Regions from separate parts of the Sus scrofa genome. Here all the other regions are linked to region 3. A link is a contact called in public HiChIP or PLAC-seq and promoter capture Hi-C data. All regions are on one chromosome and are shown on one strand. The core of a region is the stretch at or near the end of the contact, and the rest is flanking DNA. Distances in the headings are between cores, read along the strand shown. Region 1 overlaps LOC100627222 (zinc finger protein 705A). Region 2 has its middle 17 kb from the start of DEGS1. Region 3 holds the start of FH (fumarate hydratase).

Evidence for each region. Promoter capture Hi-C pulls out the DNA fragments that hold promoters and counts their contacts. HiChIP or PLAC-seq counts read pairs in DNA pulled down with a chosen protein or histone mark.
Region 1: an H3K27ac HiChIP or PLAC-seq map of skeletal muscle shows a contact between it and region 3. The contact joins the enhancer-like site here to the promoter of FH in region 3. A contact is called at or near these places in 1 of 5 promoter capture datasets (liver), 3 of 47 Hi-C or Micro-C datasets (fibroblasts, retroperitoneal adipose tissue and skeletal muscle) and 2 of 2 datasets of contacts at active chromatin or transcription factors (alveolar macrophages and skeletal muscle).
Region 2: a promoter capture Hi-C map of liver shows a contact between it and region 3, with 2.7 times the contacts expected there. The contact joins the enhancer-like site here to the promoter of FH in region 3. A contact is called at or near these places in 2 of 5 promoter capture datasets (fetal liver and liver), 3 of 47 Hi-C or Micro-C datasets (alveolar macrophages, fetal liver and mesenteric adipose tissue) and 2 of 2 datasets of contacts at active chromatin or transcription factors (alveolar macrophages and skeletal muscle).

What each region holds. Positions count from the first base shown.
Region 1 is chr10:12,496,949-12,499,648 of Sscrofa11.1, forward strand. It overlaps LOC100627222 (zinc finger protein 705A), which reads right to left. Exons shown (of 8, transcript XM_013978242.2): 8 at 268-1,730. The coding sequence ends at 1,542. Among named protein-coding and RNA genes, the nearest start is that of KMO, 55 kb to the left of the region's middle. Within about 2 kb of position 1,298, at least 6 of the 83 cell types and tissues checked have an H3K27ac peak or open chromatin away from gene starts, as enhancers often do. A contact at or near this core is called in retroperitoneal adipose tissue and skeletal muscle, where this site is marked.
Region 2 is chr10:12,539,503-12,542,202 of Sscrofa11.1, forward strand. It overlaps a transcript of DEGS1 not described here. Among named protein-coding and RNA genes, the nearest start is that of DEGS1, 17 kb to the right of the region's middle. Within about 2 kb of position 1,344, at least 2 of the 83 cell types and tissues checked have an H3K27ac peak or open chromatin away from gene starts, as enhancers often do. A contact at or near this core is called in liver, where this site is marked.
Region 3 is chr10:12,430,551-12,433,250 of Sscrofa11.1, forward strand. FH (fumarate hydratase) reads right to left here and starts at 1,258. Exons shown (of 10, transcript NM_001243588.1): 1 at 1,114-1,258. The coding sequence starts at 1,251. It overlaps LOC110255637 (a long non-coding RNA gene), which reads left to right and starts at 1,400. Exons shown (of 5, transcript XR_002336209.1): 1 at 1,400-1,536; 2 at 2,559-2,678.

The DNA of each region.
Region 1 (2,700 bases), core at 48-2,547, 66 kb after region 3:
AGACCAGCCACTCCCGAGGGTGGGCCAGTGAGCCCCGAGGGAACTCAGGGGAGAAACAAAGACTGGCCCCCAGCTGAGATGCAGATCAAAGGGGTGATTCCAGGAAGCCCAGACTCTTACATCTTCCCACAGAAACTGGCTTTCTTTAATCTGGTTTTCTGTAAATCTTTTGTTTCTGCAAAAACTCCCTTCTGTTGCAAAAACTCATATATCTTAGCTTCCTCCCTCACCTCCTGGGAGTGGTTTCTCAGGGCTCCCTGAGATGCTGTCTCCTGAGCTTAAGTCCTAATTTCACCCCAAATAAAACTTAAACTCTCAACCTTCAGGTTGTATTTTTTTTTTTTTTCCAGTCGACAGGGACAATGAAACAAATATGAGGAATGCAGGAGGGAAGAAGCAAACACAAAGAGTGGAGGTGAGGAAGAGCTTTTTGGAATGGAAAGCAGTCTATTTGACTGGATGCCAGGCAGAGGAAACGGGCAGAGGAGAGTAGGAGGAAGGAAGATAAGGCGGAATAATTCCTCATGAAAGAAGCTGATATGGCTGTTTTCAGTCCTGCTAAGGAATTTGGAATTTGACCTGAGGGGAAAAGGTAAACCAATGACAACGTCAATGACAGGAAATTCAAGTCACCCACCAAGTGACAGCTGCGGGAACTGTGATTGCCTGAGTCTGGGTTCTTGGGCCTTAATCACTACCAGAAATTTGAGAAGTTGGCAAACCCCATGTTTTCTGAGGACAGTGTCAGTGTGCAGGCTGACTGGTCCACCAGGATGGCAGAACAGACGAAAGAAAAAGAAATATATAGACTTTTTGAGATTATTTTTTTAAAGCTATGGAACGTGATGGATAAACCAGGAATAAGTATTATGAATGTTTACACTCTAACGTTTTTCATGAGGTGTGTATAAGAAGAAACTATTTAATGTAGCATCTGTTATGCAAACAACAGGAAGAGATGCCATTTACTATTTACATTTCATTTCAGAGATCGATGTTTATATTTAATTCATGAATTTTGACAACATACCTTTTGCTAGTTCTCTAGTTATATATTTTTTGCAACTACTGGTGCATCTGAAATAAGGCAATATGATTTTCTGTTTAAGTTAAAGCAGAGGCATTAGCATGCAGATACATAGCTTATGAAACGTGGCCTGTAAATAATCCTTTTTGAGGGTAGACCTGACTTGGGGATTGCTAAAATAGAAAAATAATCACAGGGGTCTTCGGGCGGGGCTGGGTCCCGCGTGCAGCAGCATCTTGCACAGTCCCGGGCTTGCGCTTCTGAGAGATGCTCCCGCGGGCAGTGCGGGGCGAGGCGACAGGGGCCTCTTCAGAGCAAGGGCCTGAACAGGAGACACAGGATCTCTTACAAAGCGTGAGCCGTTTCTCTCCAAGAGTGAGAGTGGCAAGAGAAGCTGACTCGACAGCAATTCCCCGTCAGGAGAGAAAAAGGGATGGAACAGCTTTTCAGTGGGACCTACCTGCCTAACAAGGAAGCAGGGATGTGTCGCTGTGTACACTGTGACAGTCACTCTTCACCGCTGAGGAAAAGTACTTCTCGGGCACTGGATGGCCTTCATTTTCTGAGGCTCACGGCACATCTGGCTCTGATGAGGGTGACCCAGGAATCCTGAGACGTGTGGACACCTCACTGGGACCAGCTGGCCCGGAGGTTGTCTGCAAGCAGTGCGAAGCTCACCTTGGCCACGTGTTTCCTGATGGACCTGGGCATAGTGGTCACAGGGTTCGCATCAACAGTGTGGCGCTCACGGTCAGTTCAGGGAAATACTGTCTGTCTCCAAGAGTCCCTTCCCTTCACCACGCTCACATTTCCAAACTCGGTTTTCATAATTTATGCAAATGACTGGTTTTATTAACTACCAAACTAGGCTGAGTTTGCTGGCACCAAGCAAGTCACACCTTCTCTCATTCATTGCCTAAGGTCAGCTGCACTCTAGCTCTGGCTCTGACTTCACAGAATGACAAAGGGGCAGCCATTTCCCTAAAATCAACTCCTGTGGGCTTTGACTGGACAAGAGGGCGTGACTCTTTGGGGATATTAGGAGGCTGATGGATAAGCCAAAACATTCCTACAAACCTATCCTGAATTTTCCATTTCAGTTAAGTTCTTCACAGCCATGCGCAGGTAGGAGATCAAACAAGAAGAGGAAGGAAAATATGGGATTAGAATAATCCACACTCCCAGCATGGAAAAGGCAACTAGGAGGCAGGTTGGGGATGGTCTGTGTTTTGGAGGCACAGGTGGGGATCCACAGGATGCAGATTTTTCCCAAAACTTTAGATTGTCTTGAACATTCTAGTTCCAAAGTCTCTACCTGAAGCTAACTTTCAACGGGAGTTTGTTAAACTTTAGTGATAATGAATACAAGTGGCCACAAAGGTAAACTTTGAAACGTTCAAATAGGAGTTCCTGCCATATCGCAGTAGAAATGAATTCCTAGGAACCATGACGTTTCGGGTTCAATCCCTGGCCTTGCTCAGTGGGTTAAGGATCTGGCGTTGCCGTGAGCTGTGGTGTAGATAGCAGATGTGGCTCGGATCTGTTGTTGCTGTGGCTCTGGCGTAGGCCAGCAGCAACAGCTCTGATTAGACCTCTAGCCTGGGAAACTACATATGCTGCAGGTTTGGCCCTAAAAAGACAAAAAAAAAAAAAAAAAAAAAAAAAGTTTAAAT
Region 2 (2,700 bases), core at 94-2,593, 110 kb after region 3:
CTTTGTGGTTGCCATTGGCATTTTTTTATTTTTGCTCTGTTTCATGGCTGAATACTATTTCATTGTGGATATGGATAACCTCTTCCTAATCCGGTTATCTGTCCAAGGATATAGAATGTGTTTCCTTGTCTTGGTATTGTGAATAGTGCTGCAGGAACATGGTGGGGCTTTTAACATTTTGGAAAGACTATTTTCTGGATATATGCCCAAGAGTGGGATTGCTGGGTCATATGGTGGTTCTATGTTTTTTATCGGATGGCCTAGATCCTGTGGGCCCTAGTGTTGTTCAAATTTACCTGCACACCCACACCTTGTGAGGGCACGTTCTTCTACACACCCCCTCCAAGGTTTGTTATTTGAAGACGCACTTGATGACCGTTCAGAGTTGGGTGCGGGGTACCTCAGCCTCATTTTGCTTTGCAATTCTTTATTAATGAGTAATCATGTTCATTTTCCCGGTGCTTGTTGCCCTCTGCATATCTGCTTTAGGGAAAAGCCTATTCAGGTCGTTTCTCTATTTTTCAATTGGTTTTTTGGTTTTGTCTTTCTGTTATTTGGTGTCAGTTGTTGAGCTGTTAATTTTGGAAGCCCAGCCTGACCTGGGTTTTGGGATCGGTATAAAATCTGTTTGTTGTGCATGGGAGGTGCCAAAATGGTGATATTTTAGAGAGCAGCGGTGCCAATCACCAGACATTTTCTCTCGAGTGATCTCATGAAACACCACCCTTTTCTTTCCATGGGAGCCTCTTCTCTTCTTTCTATGTACCTGGTGTGAAGATGTGACCTAATGCCAGGTCAGGCATATTCAGGCTGGTAGATTGATTGATATAGAGAAAGCTCTCATCACCCAGGGTCAAAGTTCTGTTTTTGTCACTCTGGTGGTTTTGGTAAACACTGTGTCTTGAAAATCATTAATGGGGAGACAACACAGGAACGCTCCAGGTGGAGTCAAGAAATTTGCATAGAAAGAGGGAAAGAGAAAAAAAAAGAAATGAGGACAGTGTTTACAAAGGAAGGAATCACAGGTGGAAAATTAAGAAAAAATTCTTTACATACATGGCATCTATCTTCATAAATACATAAGTGCATGTATATATATATAAAAAGGAAGAAGGCTGGCATGACATGATGGATTATTGGCTGAGGGTTTAAACAGCAAGGCATGGCATAGATGGGTCTCAGGGCTCAGAAAGCCTTTGAGAGAGAAACAGCCCACTTGGAAGGGCACTTCTTGGTACTTCATTACAGCGGAGGAAGGAGACCCAAGCCACAATGGCCCATGGCCAATGCATTAGCCAGGGATGGCTGAGCAAGTGAGAGGGGGAAACCCTGAGAGTGGCTGTTAGATCACATGTCCACATGAGGGCGCCAGATTGCCTTCTTGCGCCAGTCGCTGCTTGAGGCTCTATCAGTTTAGAGCTCCAAAACTCTATATATACTGGCTCAGAGTTGTAGCTGATGATTACTTGAGGGGAACACACAGCAAGCAACCAGAGGTTTTTTCCCTGGGCACCAGGTTCTCTCTGTCCAAGACACTGCATGTCAGGCAGGGGGCACAGTTTTCCCTTCAACATTTGCAGGGGGATTGCAGCCTGGTTGTGCGGCCGTGTGTTTAGAATTCTTGAATTCTTCGCTGGGTTTCAGAATGCCTAGTATTCCTCCAGAGGCAGGGCCGAGACCAACACAGCAGCAGTGTTTTATCGTGAGCTGCCCATGTTCAAGCCCCTGACCATCAGGGATTTAAGTAAGAAGAGATGAGTGTGGTGCTGGTAAATAAATGGGTTACTTCGGTGGCATTCGGTTGGGCAGCTGGGCTAATCGTTGTGCTCTCTTCAATCAAGAGGCTTAGGGAAAGTTCCTTCTTGCCTTTCAAGATGAGCCTCACTTTTCAGTAGAGAACCTCCCTGAAACCAGGTCTGATGACTTAAGCAGAGTTGATTGGTATCATCAAGCAAGCTCTCAGGGAGTTCCCTAGTGGCTGCCTGGCTTCAGAGTCTCTCCTTGTCACTGTTGTGGCTGTGGCAAGAGCTTCATTGGGAGATCAAACTCTGGCTAGACAACAACCCTATTTCACAGGGGGCACCCAAATAAATTGATAAATAAAATCAGATATTGCAATAAATGAGCTTATTTGATAAAGGAGTCAAGGAATATGTATATTCCTACAGAATAGCTAAGGGAATGGATAGAGAAAACAAACCTAAAGCTCTCTTGACCCAGTAACTCTGGTGGCAGGGGGTTTTAAGTATGAGCCTTTGATGTACAGCATAGGAGTGGATTCATTTCCAGGGCAGGGTATATTGGCATGCCACATGTTCTTGCAGGAAAATAACTGGAGATGTAAAAAAATAATTTAATAAAAGTGGTATTATCGAAACAAATTCATACATGGTTGGAAATTTGTTCCGGCCTGATGTTGCTTTGCTAGGAAATCTTAACAGATTCAGCGGAGTCACTGTGCCTGGCTGTTTTCCCAAGAGGCAGCAGTCTCTACCCTGATCTTTCTCTGGTGAATGCTGAGCCGCCTATTTTGTCATTTTGTTTTGTTGTCATTTGTTATTTTAAAATAAATAAATGTTATTTATTTTAGTGCTCCATTCATATATATATATATATATATATATATAGTTATATATATATATATATATATATACTTTTTCTCACATTATCCTCCATTTGGTTCAAAATATAGTGATTAGT
Region 3 (2,700 bases), core at 8-2,507:
TTAGAATTATTGGGAAAAAAAAATCTATCCCCACCTGATTTTACTACACTAAAAGCAAGACAGTGCTATTTTTTGGCATTTACAGCGGGATAGATTCAGTTCTCCAGTCTCCTATTCCCTTTTACAAAATAAATAAGCGAAAAATAAAAAATTTTAAAGGCTCTGAAATGCACTAAAATTATTATGGCAGAGAGCTGCAGAAATACAAATCTTTCTGATTTGTAGTTTCAGCTGTAGTGATGTCATCAAATTATCTTAAAATTTATAGCCCAGAAAATGTCTTGGGCCTTTGCAGTACCTTAGATGGAAGTATTCATTGAATACGCACTCACCGCATCCCAAACTCAAGAGTACTTTCACAGGGGCAATCTTCCTGAGTGCCTGTAATTATTTTCATTTATACCCGTGGACACTGAGCACCAGTATATCCTGCATCAAATCCCGATTCCGAGTAGCAGGGTAGGCTGACATCTCTTTGAATGAAAGCTCCTGTTATACAGCACAGTGAACAGTGCAGAGTTAAGTCTTCCTAAACTAGCATTTACATCCCAAACTTTTGCTCATAATACACATGTGAGCACACGTGTTTAAAGCTTGTTAGAGCCCGAATTACGGGAGGCGACACTCCAAGGAGCAAAAGGGCTCAAGTAAGTCAGGACGGCAGAACCTGACATTGGACCTTTAAGTTCCCTGGAGGTCGTTCTGAATAAAAAATGCTGCTTCAGCTACAGCTGGTCCCTTACAGCTTCCTCCGACGTTCCTCGAGACCCGCAGCCCACGTTTCACATTCAGGGTTTTGCAAACCCCTGCCCTCCGGACAGGGCCCACCCTGGTGCGGCCCCTTCCTCCCGGTGTCCATCCCTGCGGTGTCCCGGCAGCAACCGCCACCTGCAGGAGCTCGGCTGGGACTGGGCGCAAGGCACGCCCGCCCGGGGAGGGGTCCAGAGACCGGCGCGGGCGGCCCGGCGGGACTCCCCACAGCAGCGGCCCACCGCCGGCGGAGGCGCCTCGGCTGCGCGCAGTGCAGGCTCGCGGCCCAGTACCGGGACACCCGCCTGGCAGGCGGGAGGCCTGAAGGTCACCGCTGCGCGGTCAGGGGGTCGGGGAGCTCACCATTCGAGCGGCGTTCGGAGGCCGGAGCAGGAGGCGCGACACGCCGCTAGGGCTGCTGCCTGGGCCGGGGCCGGGAGCAGAGGCTGGAACCCGCGAGAGGCAGCGAGAACGCGCGAGGAGCCGGAGCGCTCGATCCATAGTGCTGGCGGCCTGAGGAGAACTTCCGGTCGCTAGGCCGCGCCTCCTCAGGGCTGTCAGAGCCCGTCCCGCCCACAGACCTCGCTCCTATCCAATCAACAACCTATTGGCGGGGCCAATAGAGCCAATGGCCAGCGGAGCGTGAGGGGCAGGCTTAACTGCCCCACCTTAGCGCCCTGAGGACTCCTGGGAAACTGGTGGGAAAGGAATGCTGGGAACCCCGGCTGGCGCTGCGCTTGAACCCGGCGTTCCGGAGGCTAACAGAGGGCGGAGTATTAGCTAAAGGTCTGTATTTGTTAGCGGTGTGAGCGCAGGTTAGGTTCTTGCCTCCTCGCAGCAGAAAAAGTTCAGAAATCAGACGGAAATCGAGAAGGAAAGTTGAGGATTTACTTAAGTGAGAAATACACCTCTTAAGGAGAGGCGGGCAGAGAGGCGAGTGGGATATTCACTGGGAAGGTGGGATTTTGGGGGTCGTATTCTTTTCTTTTTCATCTCAGCTTCACCTTCCGGAAGGGAGGAGGGATTTTTGCCCTGATTTAGTTTTATTGCAGTGTCACGGCGTTGGTGTATGATGGGTACTTGTTATCTGCATAGCAGTTTAGTTATAATTTTATTATAATGAGGTCACAATGAGCAACAGGTTCCATCCGAACGTTAGAGATTCTCGCGCTCTTTTCAACCTTTCTTTGTCCCCCCCCCCCCCCACACACACACACTCTTATCACCTGAAAAGGTGTGGCTTCCTATCAGCCTGGAGGTTCTGGCTTTTCTTTATCCGTGCATGGACCGTGCTGTTTGCAGGATGCGTGGTTTCTGGCCCCATGTACTCCTTCTCTGTTTATGCCTATCTGTCTGCTCTAACAGTGGCATAACCTAGGGAGACGAATTTATTTATTCATCTACCATGTAATCACTCATTACATGTTCTTTCTATTGGCTCTTTTTTCATCTTCCGTGTAAAAATTTTGGAAAACAAAGTGTAGAGAATGAAATCATAAGTATCCATAAAAAGCCAATAATAATTACCCAGCTCTTTAACCTGTGATTTTGATGTCTGTACTGTTTCCTTTCTCAGTCAGTACTCTAAGAACTCAGTTTTTTAAATGTGTAGATGTCCTTACTTATAAATGATTGCAGAATTTTTATTATTTACATTTAGGTTCTCCAAGTCTTCTGCGTTGATAACATACATTTTGAAATTAAAGGCATATTGTTTTAATAGATGGTGATATTCTGCTTTTCGCGGAACAGATGTAAAATTGCATCAGATCTGCAGTATTATATCTTCTTGTCTTTTCTTTGAATAGCTTGAAACCAGACGACAGTTAATCAAGAAAGAGAACCATTGGATGATGTCGGAAGTCAAAAGTCCAGAACCTACAACGCAAAGCCAAGCTTATCAGAGTTAGTCTCTGTCAAATTTATTGGTAATACTTTATGCTATTTTGA